Regions from separate parts of the Sus scrofa genome. Here region 2 is linked to region 1. The links are chromatin contacts, called in public HiChIP or PLAC-seq maps. All regions are on one chromosome and are shown on one strand. Each heading gives the region's core, a stretch centred on a gene start, on an enhancer-like site or on the middle of the called end of the contact. The rest is flanking DNA. Distances are from core to core; before and after follow the strand shown. Region 1 overlaps KIAA0586 (protein TALPID3). Region 2 has its middle 58 kb from the start of DAAM1.

Region 1 (5,957 bases), core at 1,488-3,987:
GGAATACACAGAGAGAGTGTATCTGACGGCATCTAACCTAATGCTAAGGGGTCAGGAGAAGATTCCATGACAGCAATCAAACAACATTTCAATTTGCTGTGTAACTTCTAAAAGGTACATTCATTGAGTATAATGTACATTAGTGAGCCCTCTGTTTAAGAGGGATGCTTAAAGTATTATTCCATTCAAGTCAAATTTAATGCTTGAAATATGAAATCCCTAATTTTACTTTTCTAGAATCTTATTGCTATGAAAAAGCAATCATAGTAGACTTTCAGAGAAGATTAAGTCCCCATGAATGGCCGGTGCCAGCAGCAGCTTTGGTTCTTTAAAGTCCAATAAATTATTCCATTTGGATGAAACCCAAAGGTACCTCAAATTCCACATGGATAAAACCCCACTCATTCTTATTTCCTCCTAATTCTGTCTTTCCTCCACATTCCCTCTCTCTCTCAGTGAATGCAAATACCGTCCATCTAATCATTCTAGCCAGAAACCTGGAGATTTCTTAGACCTTCTCTTCTTTTGCACCTCTTATATTGAAACTAAGTCTTGCCCATTCTCCTTAAATGTCTCTCAAATCTCCCTTTTTATATATTCTCACTAGTGAATAATGTCTCACCAGGTTTGCTTTAATAACTATATAAAAGCTGGAGGCTCCTTGCTCCCAGTCTTAATCCTTTCAATCTGTCCATCACAGTGCACCTCACATGAGCTTGCCAAATAAAAAGTAAACATGATCATATGGCTCATTTATGCAAAAATTTTTTTTCTTTTTTTTAGGGCTGCACCCTCGGCATATGGAGGTTCCCAGGCTAGGGGTTGAATAGGAACTACAGTTGCTGGCCTACACCACAGCCACAGCAACGCAAGATCTGATCCACATCTGCAACCTACACCACAGCTCATGGCAACACCAGATCCTTAACCCACTGAGCAAGGCCAGGGATCAAACCTGCATCCTCATGGACACTAGTAGGGTTCGTTAACCACTGAGCCACAACAGGAACTCCAATTTATATGTAATCCTTAAGGGAATCTGTGAATATCACAAAACATTCAGAATTTAGAGAAACTCGAGACTGAATTTTCCAAGGGAATAAATACAAAATAAGATTGGAATTCTTTTCTATTTTGCACACAAATGGACCTCTGCTGTCTTCCAGTAAATCCAAAAACAGCTTGGTATTATCATCCATATTCACATGGTTTCTGCTTACTCTCCCAATCTCATTGCATCCCAAGATCTAATTCACTGATAAAGTACTTACATGTCCCTGCTTAAGTATCACTGTCTGGCCATCCCCTTGTCTCACTGCATATTCTGCCTGGAAGGTTTCTCCTACACTTACTACAGGGTCATCATCTTTTTTTGTCTTTCTTTTTTTTTTTTTTTTTGTCTTTTTGCCTTTTCTAGGGCCACACCCGCAGCATTTAGAGGGTCCTAGGCTAGCGGTCTATTCAGAGCTGTAGCCACCAGCCTATGCCAGAGCCACAGCAACTTGGGATCTGAGCTGCATCTGTGACCCTACACCACAGCTCATGGCAATGCTGGCTCCTTAACCCACTGAGTGAGGCCAGGGATTGAACCCACAACCTCATGGTTCCTAGTCAGATTTGTTAGACACTGAGCCACGACAGGAACTCCACCATCATCTATTCATCATTGAGAATTCATTTCAAGTAAGCTCCCCACATATGAAGTCTTTCTTGACTGCCCTCCCCAGATACACTTGACCTGTACTCCCACCCTACATGGACTTCCTCACAATAACTGTAATAATTTACCACATGTTTTTGCCTTGTCATTTACTACCTCTACTAGAGAAAAAAACTCATTATGGATAGGGCCTTACCAGGTTTTATATTCCTTTTACCTAGAATGAACTTAGAGCAGAAATAAGCACTCAAAAAAATCTTTTCTGAATAGGTAAATGAACAAAATGGAACATGCATATCACACTTCATCATTTGGCTAATTCCTCTGAGATTCAGTTTCACATTGGCTCGTGTGGGAAACCTTCTCTGAGCCGTCATGTGTGGGCTATTTTTCCTCCGTGCTCCTACAGCAGTCTGCGCTGTTGCACTAATCACACAATATTATAATTGTTATCTTATTTCTCCTACACAAATCTGTAAACTCCCTTGAGGGCAGATGTCTACCATCTCTTATCTCAGGACTCTGATACAGTACTAATATGGCAGCAGGTACACATGAGGTATTCAATGTAAGTTTGCTAAGAAAATGAAGAGTTCTAATTGGTAGTTAAGTCCCAGGGTCCTCACAGTTTGTTCAAAATTCCAGTTTACATTTTAGGATTCTCAAGACAATTCTTCAAAGCCTATTTAGCATCTTTTTGTTACTCAATCCAACTTGAGAGCCTCAGAATTAGAAACAGTGGTAGGGGGCTATAGGTTGCCAAGTAGGACACTTTCTGCAAGTGAGCAGGGATACAGACAGGCAACATAATAAGATGGGAGCCTTTGTAAACGAAGTTATTAAAAATCAACAGGAAAGGCCTGAGATTAGCCAATAGCAAAAGTAATGATACATGGATTTCATTCTTCGACAGTAACCATAACGTAACAGGATATTTAAAACAAGAGGAACAAGCTAGTTCACTCTAGCACCGTCCTTTTAGGCAACTGTGCATAGTCTCTGGTTCTATTAAATACATTTGAAAAGATATTTTTACATACGCCAAGCATTACTAAAAAGAGTAACAGTCGTCATGTATCAAGCTAAGTGCTAACTATTTTACATGCATTGTCACCTACTAACTACTTTACATGGATTGTTATCCCTAATAACCTTATGAAGTAGATGTTTTTGTGGTAACAAACCTCTACAATGACCCCTAATACATGAGTCCTGGCAGTCGCACCTTTCTGTAATCCCCTATTATATTATTCCAGGATAGGTCTGTGTTATCAACAGAATGTGGCAGAAGAAATGACATGTCACATCTAAAATTAGGTTATGAAAGACACTGTGGTTTCCATCTTGGTTGCTCACTTTCTCTCAGGTCATCCACTCTGGGAATAGTCAGCTTTCGTGTCATGAGCAGCTGTATAGGAAGGTTCATGTAGTAAGGAACTGAGGCATCTTGCCATCAACCATGTGAGTGAGCCTGGAAAGCAGCTCCTCCAACCCTAGTTAAAGCTTTCAGATGACCAAAGCCTCACCAACAGCTTGACTACACCCTCAAGAGATCCTGAGAACCATGCAGATACGCCACTCCTAGATTCACGACTTTGCAAAACTATGTGAGACAATAAATGTTTGCTATCTTCAGCTGTTAAATTTTGCGGTAAACCTATTAAAATAATAATAATTTTAAAAATTGGGAGGTAATTTGCTACAGAGCAAAAGATAACTAATACACAAATATCATCCCCACTTCATAGATGAATTAACTTGGGCTCAAAAAGATTAAATTATTTGCCCAAATATACAGAGCTGGAAGTGATTCCTGAAACTCCAAAAGCTCAAACTCCTAGACATTCTCTTATACTGACTCATCTATATACTCAATCTTATGCCACATTACTTATTGTTTTTTCTAATTGAACAAAATAAATATCTACAATTTACCTACAACTAAAAATGCACTATACCCATAGGTAATCTGCTAGGTGCTACCAGGGTATAAGGGGGAGCTGAACAGGATGTATCCTCACGGATTTCACTTCTAACAAGTAAGTACCTCCTTGTTCCCAAGTACCAAGCAGCTCTCAAGTGATCTGCAAGAGCCATCTAGTGTCAATTCTATGTAATTGCAGTCTGCACAGTTGACAAAGAAACAAAAGTCACATTTTATGCCACTTTGAATCATAATTTAAAAGAATGTAAAAAATTTAATACTCTTATGCACATAAAATGAGAACAAATTCAAATATTACTTTACATTTATTGCTATAGAAAACTCAGTCTTGAATTTCTCTCAGTTCTGAATGATACAAGGTGTTTGCTCAATATAAAACTGACATGAGGATGTGGCACAGTGGGTTAAGAATCCTACTGCAGGAGTTCCCGTCATGGCGCAGTGGTTAACAAATCCGACTAGGAACCATGAGGTTGCGGGTTCGGTCCCTGTCCTTGCTCAGTGGGTTAACGATCCGGCGCTGCCGTGAGCTGTGGTGTAGGTTGCAGACGCGGCTCAGATCCTGCGTTGCTGTGGCTCTGGCGTAGGCCAGTGGCTACAGCTCCAATTCGACCCCTAGCCTGGGAACCTCCATATGCTGCAAGAGCGGCCCAAAGAAATAGCAAAAAGACCCAAAAAAAAGAATCCTACTGCAGCAGCTCAGGTCACAGCTACAGTTTGGATTCAGTCCTCAGCCCAGGAACTTCCATTTGCCGCAGACGCAGCCATGGGGGGAAAAAAAACTAGCACTGAATACTCTACACCAATGCTTTTCTAAAATTCAGGCATCCCCTTTTCTGGTTTCTGGGAAATCTGCATATCTCCAGAAGTTCTTTCATTTAAGAGAATGCAGTCATAAGCATGAGGGGGAAAATAAATAAATGAGAATATTGTTGATTTTCCTTAATTTGAAGATTCTTTTTTTGCAAATTCACCTCCTTGAGGAAATTTATTTTTAACCTCAAAATACTCCCAGCACGTTCAGTCACTTGTAGACATGTGCAGAGCAATGAAAACCCGAATCACGCTACACACACTTCAGCAAGTGAGGCTGAACACAGTGCTACTCTGCTTTCTTATCAGTTCTTATACTGTGAACAAATGTTCTTTTTTGCTGTCTATTTAGTGACATATTTTTCACATTTTTGTATATTTTGTTGGTGGTTTTACTGTTTAAAATGGCCCCCAAACGTCTTTCTAGTAACCCTAAGTGCAAGAAGGCTGTGATGGGCCTTACAGAAAAAATACATGTATTAGATAAGCTTCCTGCAGGAATGAGTTACAGTGCTATTGGCTGTGAGTTCAATATTAATGAATCACTAATATATATTAAATAAGTGTATTTAAGTAGAAACATACATAAAATAAGGCTATGTACTGATCACCTGTCAAAAATGTATTTAACAGTATGGAACATGATAGAGGATAATAGTTGAGGAAAAGAATGTATATATGTGTGTGTGTGTACATACAGATAGACTGGGTCACTCTGCTGTACAGCAGAAACTGACAGAACATTGTAAATCAACTATAATAAAAAAAACTTAAAAAATAAAAATAAATTTAAAAAAAATGTATACAACATCGGAGGCTCATAGTAACCTAACCCTATTATTTCCCCTAGAAGAAGGGGTTCAGCATTTGCTAATTTAGTGTTTCTGCTGACTCTACAGGACATGTATACTGCATATACTAAGAATCAACTACATAAGATAAAATTGATGTTCTCTATTCTACTCTTATTGCCAAAGTGTTACAGGAGAAAGTTTACTTAATAAAGTTTCAAAGTAGTCCAGAGTGCATGGACACTGAGTCAGAAATTCGTACAGGGTGAACTTCTACAATGTTGCCTTATTTAAACTTGTTCTACATAAGATCTATTATATCATAGTTTTGATGTGCTAGTTATATTTTTCTATCATATATTAAAACAAATACATCACTCTTAAAAATTTCTAAGTAGACATAACGCACATTACCAAAATTATCTCATGCACCACCCAGTGATTCATGTGCCAACACTATTACATCACATTTGGGGAAATACTGCTATATAAATCATTGAAAAAGGTATTACACTCCTTTTAATAAGGAAATTAGGCAAGTCCCTACCTGAAAATAGTTACACTTTTTTTTTTTTTTTTTTTTTTTTTTTTTGCTTTTTAGGGCCACACCCAAGTCATATGGAAGTTCCCAGGCTAAGGGTCAAATCGGGGCTATAGCCACCAGCCTACGCCATAACCACAGCAATTCGGGATCCGAGCCACATCTGCAACCTACACCACAGCTCACGGCAGAGATCAAACCTGCATC
Region 2 (5,957 bases), core at 1,373-3,872, 690 kb before region 1:
TCCCCTATAATTCGCTTCAGCTTCATTCTGGACTCATTTGAATAGGAAGCCGACGTGATGTCTACCAAAAAAATCATTTTAATCTCCAGTTCCATAAAACAATCTAAGACACTTGGATAGCTCATTTTCCTGGAATGAAGGTTGTAGCAACTAAAGTGCCTCTAATTTTATTTTTAGAAACTGGTCGGTGCAGTTTACATTGAATTAAATCTCATTCCTTTCTGTGACAGTGGAGGAGGTGTTTTAAATCTCAGCCAGTGGGTAAAGGACGATTTGTTCCTGATCTAGATTTGTTTTGCTTCGAAGAAGCCAGCTGAGTCTATTAATAAAACAAATGCTGTTTTTGTTTCATTGAGAAGCCACAACATGTATGGTCTCTGCCTGACAATCAGAGACAAAAACAAATTGTGATAAAAAATATTTAATTTTTTATATTACAATGAGTCAACCTGACATGGAGTCAAGGGACTGGTCCTGAAGAGTGACAATCACATTTACTGCATTCCAGAGCCAAAAATGCTTTGCAGCCTCTGCCTGCAAGTGCTTCTTCATGTAAACCCCAAGTCTTTGCAGATCCATATGCAACCTTTAAAGATAATCTATACCTCAGCTGGTTCCTAAGCCTCAAAATCACTGCCCACAGACAAAAGCATAATTTAGGAAAGAAACTCTCATAAAAATACACAGATGAAATATAGGTTGAACAGGGTGTGTAATTACTGGTACATTACTGATCATTACCGGTGCATTAGGACTTTGCTCTGATTAAAGAGATACTAAATCTTCAAGGAATTAAATAATTTTTAAAAGGCCAAGTGACAGTTAATGATGGATTTCTAAGTCCCACTAGGAAAAACTAAAAAGTGCATTTATGTGGGAGGTAATTTTTTGAGTTTCTCGAAAGACAGGATAAACACTATCATTTTTGGTTCAAATGCGGAGATTGAATAACAAGTAAATCTTTGGTAAACCCCTTGCAGTCTGGAATTGGCTCAGAAAAAGCAGAAAGGAGAATTCAGCAAAGCCACAAGGATGAGAGCTGTTGGCTGATAAGATGACAACCCCCAAAGTATAGCTGCTGAAGAGATTTATGTGCAAACCTCAGACCACTTGTATTAAGTGATGGGCCCTCAGCATATGCTACCAATCAATTGTTTGTATCCTGTCTGCTGACTTCTTTTAAAGTTAACATCGTTTTTACGTTCGTGTTTGTTATTTCCCCCAACCTTTTATTTTGAAAACATTCAAAACTAGAGAAATGTGGAAAGGATAGTAGGATAAACACCCTTATACCATTCACCTGGATTTGTGGCTTGCTAATGTTTTATCACATTTGTGATACATTTGTGTCTTCTTTGTGTACCTCTCCCCCAGCTATTTGCAAGTAAGTTGCCGCCCCATGTACCTCCCCAAAGCCAGAATGTTCTAGCACAGAAACAATCACCATGCCATTATCACACACCAGGAATTTACCGTGGTTATAAAAATAGTATTTGATTACACAGAACATACTTACAATTTCCACATTGTTCCCAAAATGTCCTTTATAGCTCTTTTGTTTCCGATCTCAGTCCCATCAAGAATAATGGATTATATTTGGTTGTCTTTGTCTCCTTAAATCTAGAACGAGGGTCAGCATTTTCTGTAAAAGATTGGACATAAATACAAATGTTTATATGTAATATAACATATTAGGATGATAACATAAACATTTTAGGCTTTGCAGTTCATACTATTTCTTCCCCAATTATAGCTTCATTGTTGGAGTGCCAAAACAGCCATAGGCGGTACATAAAGGAATGGATGTGGTGATTTTAATAAAATCTTATTTATGGATACCAAATTTTGAAATTCATATAATATTCACATACACAAAGTATATTACTTTTTCTTTTGTTCCTTTTCAACCATTTAAAAATATACAAACCATTCACAGCTCACAGGTTGCAAAAACTGTATGTGACAGGATTTGGACCAGGGATCATAATTTGCTGACTTAATATTTAAAGCAATTCCCTGCCTTTTTTTTTTCTTTTTTTTTTTTTTTTTTGGCTGCTCCTGTGGCATGCAGAAGTTCCCAGGCCAGGATTGAACCTGAGCCTCAGCAGTAACAACACTGGATCCTTAACCTGCTGAGCCACCAAGGAACTCCAACTGCATTTTTCTTTTTTTTAAGCAAACATTTTATTGAAGTATGTGGAAATACATAAAATTTTAAGTGGACTGACCGCTTCATGATGTTTCACAAAGTGAACACACTCACTAAATAAACTCAGAATAAGAAATACCTATGACTTTATTTAAAAAACAAACAAACAATAAAACACTTGTTGGTGTCGCATCTGATGACCTACGAATGGTTAGCACTGGATCCAAGTGTGCAATTATAGATTACTTCTAGAAATGTCTTTGACTGTTATCAGAGTCCCTATACTCTGTCTCCACAACAAGGAGAGCTGCAGTGATCCAAATGTTTCAGTCTTGACAATTAACCTGCCTATTGGGCCAGCCCAGCCAAGCCTCACTTTTGGAGCTATTTCAGAGGGCATGATGACTCCTGTAGTTTCCTTTAACTGCTTACACTCTTGGCCAGCTCTCTCCCAGCAATGTGGATCAGCTCCGAGGGAGGGTGCCCAGGCAGGAAGTTACTATTTTAAGAACAAGCTCAGCCAAAGGTAGACAGCAGAAGAACCCACAGTCTGTCAGGAATGGGCTAAATGCAATTCACTTCTGTCAGAAACTGGCTGTGATGATTTGAAACCAGGACAGAGTCATGAGGGAAGGAAGCCATGGCTCCTGAGGGCTTAACTGGCTGACAAGACCACTCAAGACAATTGCAGTGTCCTGTTTGCTATATTTTATTTGCCATGGGGTGCAAAAATCTCTTGGCTTGGTAAAAACAGAACTTGACCAGGCTCTTTTAGACAGGGGAGTGGTGATGAGTGACTCATGGGATCTCCTTCTGAAACAGAAATAAGCTGCCCCACAAGTTCCCTCTGGTAGGTCCCAGATTTCCTATTTAGCCTGGGCATTTTAAGTCTGTTTACAGTGTTTCTAGGGATTATTCTCAGTATGAAGAGGGGGTTAATGCTTTCTTTCGGGACACAGAGCCTAGCATCAGTTGCATCTTCTCTGAAGATGGCAGAATTGGGTGGATGCTGGTTTAGGAAATCTGTCTTAATGTGAGAGATGTACAAATACATGATGGTCCAAACTTGAGCCTCAGCACGTGGGCTCAGTTACTCAGTTTTATACAAGCAAATTTGTTTGCAGAAGCTTAATCCCAAGGCTGGGTCCACTGCGGGACTTTAATAATCCCCTAGAGGATCTCACACTCACATTCCAAAATAAAGACTGCATTTGAGAGGCTCGAATTCAACACCAAAGAATTGATCAGACTAGGGACCCAGTTTCTCTTCTGAGGTTCTCAAGCTCTTCGTTTTTCCTTCTACTCTCTGACCTAATTTTATCTTTATCTCTAGCACCTGCCCCCCCAACCCCAAGCTATTTTCATTTGGCTGAAAGAATTTAATTTTTTTTTTGTCTTTTTAGGGCCACTCCTGTGGTATATGGAGGTTCCCAGGCTAGGGGTCTAATCAGAGATGTAGCTGCTAGCCTATGCTCAGCCACAGCAATGTGGGATCTGAGCCTCATTTGTGACCTACATCACAGCTCACGGCAACGCTGGAACCTTAAGTCACTGAGCGAGGCCAGGGATCAAAACTGTGTCCTCATGGATGCTAGTCAGATTTGTTTCTGCTGAGCCATAAAGGGAACTCCACATTTAATTATTAAGCTCTTCAATTTTGTCAAGATTTTTTTTAATGTTCACATTCCCAATAATAAAATGGCACAGTTAAACTAAACAAAATGGCAGAGGATCTTTAATAGAGAAGAGAAACCAATCAGATATAATGTATCAGGGAATTCTGGTTTGGAAAGGAAAAACAAAGATGCGATGAATCCTGGTAGCTTTTTCTTTTTATTTATCACAGAGCAACAAGATGATGGCCTTTCTTCTTTTCATTTATGATAGGGCAGAGTTATGGTTGTTAAGTAAATCCCATTCTCTGGCTTTCCCACTAAGCTCACGTTTCTAGCTCAAAGCATCATAAATAACCAATGAAGAAAAATACTGCCTAAACATTGAGATGATTTGCATAAAAGTCCACATTAAAAATGCATGATGGGTATAAGGACTTAATTTTAGCCACAGTGCAGTTTCTGTGTTTTGCTGCGGTCATATTTTTCTTTGCATTTTCTGTCTTAGCTATTTAACTTTGAAGCCCACTGAAGATGAAAAATGGGCATTTATGGAGCAGGCGCATATGGCTTTAGCGGTTCAGTTGCTGACCTGGCATTTTGCCCTCTGTAGCGTCAGCCATTGCCTTCTCAACCACGAGCTCTAACTAGCAAAACGATCTCAAGAGGTGGTGGAGAGAAGATAGAGAAGTAGATGTTCAGTGACGGTGTGCAATTTGACTATGTTATTTCTCTTGCCCGTAAATAGTCTAGCACACAACTTATTGCTCCTGCTACCCCAGCTATGTGAATTCTAGAGATATGCAAAGTTGTGCCAGAGACACTCACAGAGATTAACAAGCTTTCTGAGTCAGGACCTAGTAAGGCAGAGGCAGTGCTTGTATCATGACTTTCATTTCACTGAAACCACATAAGAGCCTTAACATGACAGACAGAAGGACCCAGAACAGGTAGTTAATTGCAATTATTGCTGCTGTTGTTGAAGCAAACTGAGGAGCTTCTGGTTAATTGTTTTTTTTTTTTTTTTTCTTTTTACAACCACATCTGCAGCATATGGAAGTTCCCAGGTTAGGGGTCTGCAGCTGCTGGTCTAAGCCACAGGCACAGCAATGCCAGATCCAAGCTGTGTCTGCAACCAACACCTGATCCGTAACCTGTTGGCTGAGGCCAGGGGATTGAGCCTGCATCCTCACGGACACTGTATCGGGTTCTTTATTTTTTTTTTCCTAGGGCCATACCTGCGGCTTAAGGAGTTTCCCAGGCTGTAGCCACTGGCCTATGCCACAGCCACAGTAATGTGAGATCAAGCCGTGACTGTGAACTACACCTCAGCTCATGGCAATGACGCATCCTTAACCCACTGCGCGAGGCCAGGGATCGAACCTGTGTCCTCATGGATCCTAGTTGGGTTCATTAACCACTGAGTCATGAAAGGAAATCCTGTGCTGGGCTCTTAATCCACTGAACCACAATGGGAACTCCTGGTTAATTATTTTTCTTTGTCCTAACTTGCTAGTAAATGTCCTGAGATGGTTAAAGTTGGGACTATAAGCAATGTAAGTCCTTAAGTTTTTTTTTTTTTTTTTTTTTTTAGTTTCAAATTCTTGGCTACATGTGGGTAGACTGCTGAGGTTTCTGTGGGAAATATCATGTTGGCCTTGGGAGGACTGCAAGGCTCAAGCAGGGCGTAATCCAGGACCTTGGAGTTTGGAGCTGTTTGGCTGTCTGGGAAGAAGGGTTGAGAAAAGTTCCCTTTATTTCCACTGGGAAGGGGCCATTCCAAGACCTATTTTCTTTCCTTCCAGCACCGAAAATGTAAAGGGCTGAGATACAAGTCAATCAAGTGAAAGTAGTAAAGAAAATATGCCCATGGTAGGCTGAGGATAAAGACCCTCCAGTTAGATGGGAAGTGGTAAGTTTAAGGTCTCTGAGGAGAGGAGATCCAGGAGCATCTAGTTAGATTGAGGCCATGCCTTTGAAAGAGAAATTCTGATGATTTTATGCATATAGTTCTTCCAAAGTATACTCCAAATTTCTTAAGGTTGAGGCCTCTGCTTCTCTCTGTCTTCCACGTACCACTTTCAGCAGGGAATCTTCCACACTGCAGTGGTTCAAGAGACGTCTACAGATGTATATGCTACTTAGACAAATATTCCTACTGTGTTTTGCCTCTGTGTGTATTTTGAATAAAACTG

The links. HiChIP or PLAC-seq counts read pairs in DNA pulled down with a chosen protein or histone mark.
Region 2: a contact with region 1 is called in an H3K27ac HiChIP or PLAC-seq map of skeletal muscle, with 8 times the contacts expected there. The contact joins two enhancer-like sites. A contact is called at or near these places in 11 of 47 Hi-C or Micro-C datasets (alveolar macrophages, embryonic fibroblasts, epiblast stem cells and 7 more) and 1 of 2 datasets of contacts at active chromatin or transcription factors (skeletal muscle).

What each region holds. Positions count from the first base shown.
Region 1 is chr1:187,582,166-187,588,122 of Sscrofa11.1, reverse strand. The region is part of intron 29 of KIAA0586 (protein TALPID3); the gene reads right to left. Among named protein-coding and RNA genes, the nearest start is that of KIAA0586, 80 kb to the right of the region's middle. Within about 2 kb of position 2,737, at least 4 of the 83 cell types and tissues checked have an H3K27ac peak or open chromatin away from gene starts, as enhancers often do.
Region 2 is chr1:188,274,341-188,280,297 of Sscrofa11.1, reverse strand. No RefSeq gene overlaps it. Among named protein-coding and RNA genes, the nearest start is that of DAAM1, 58 kb to the left of the region's middle. Within about 2 kb of position 2,622, at least 8 of the 83 cell types and tissues checked have an H3K27ac peak or open chromatin away from gene starts, as enhancers often do.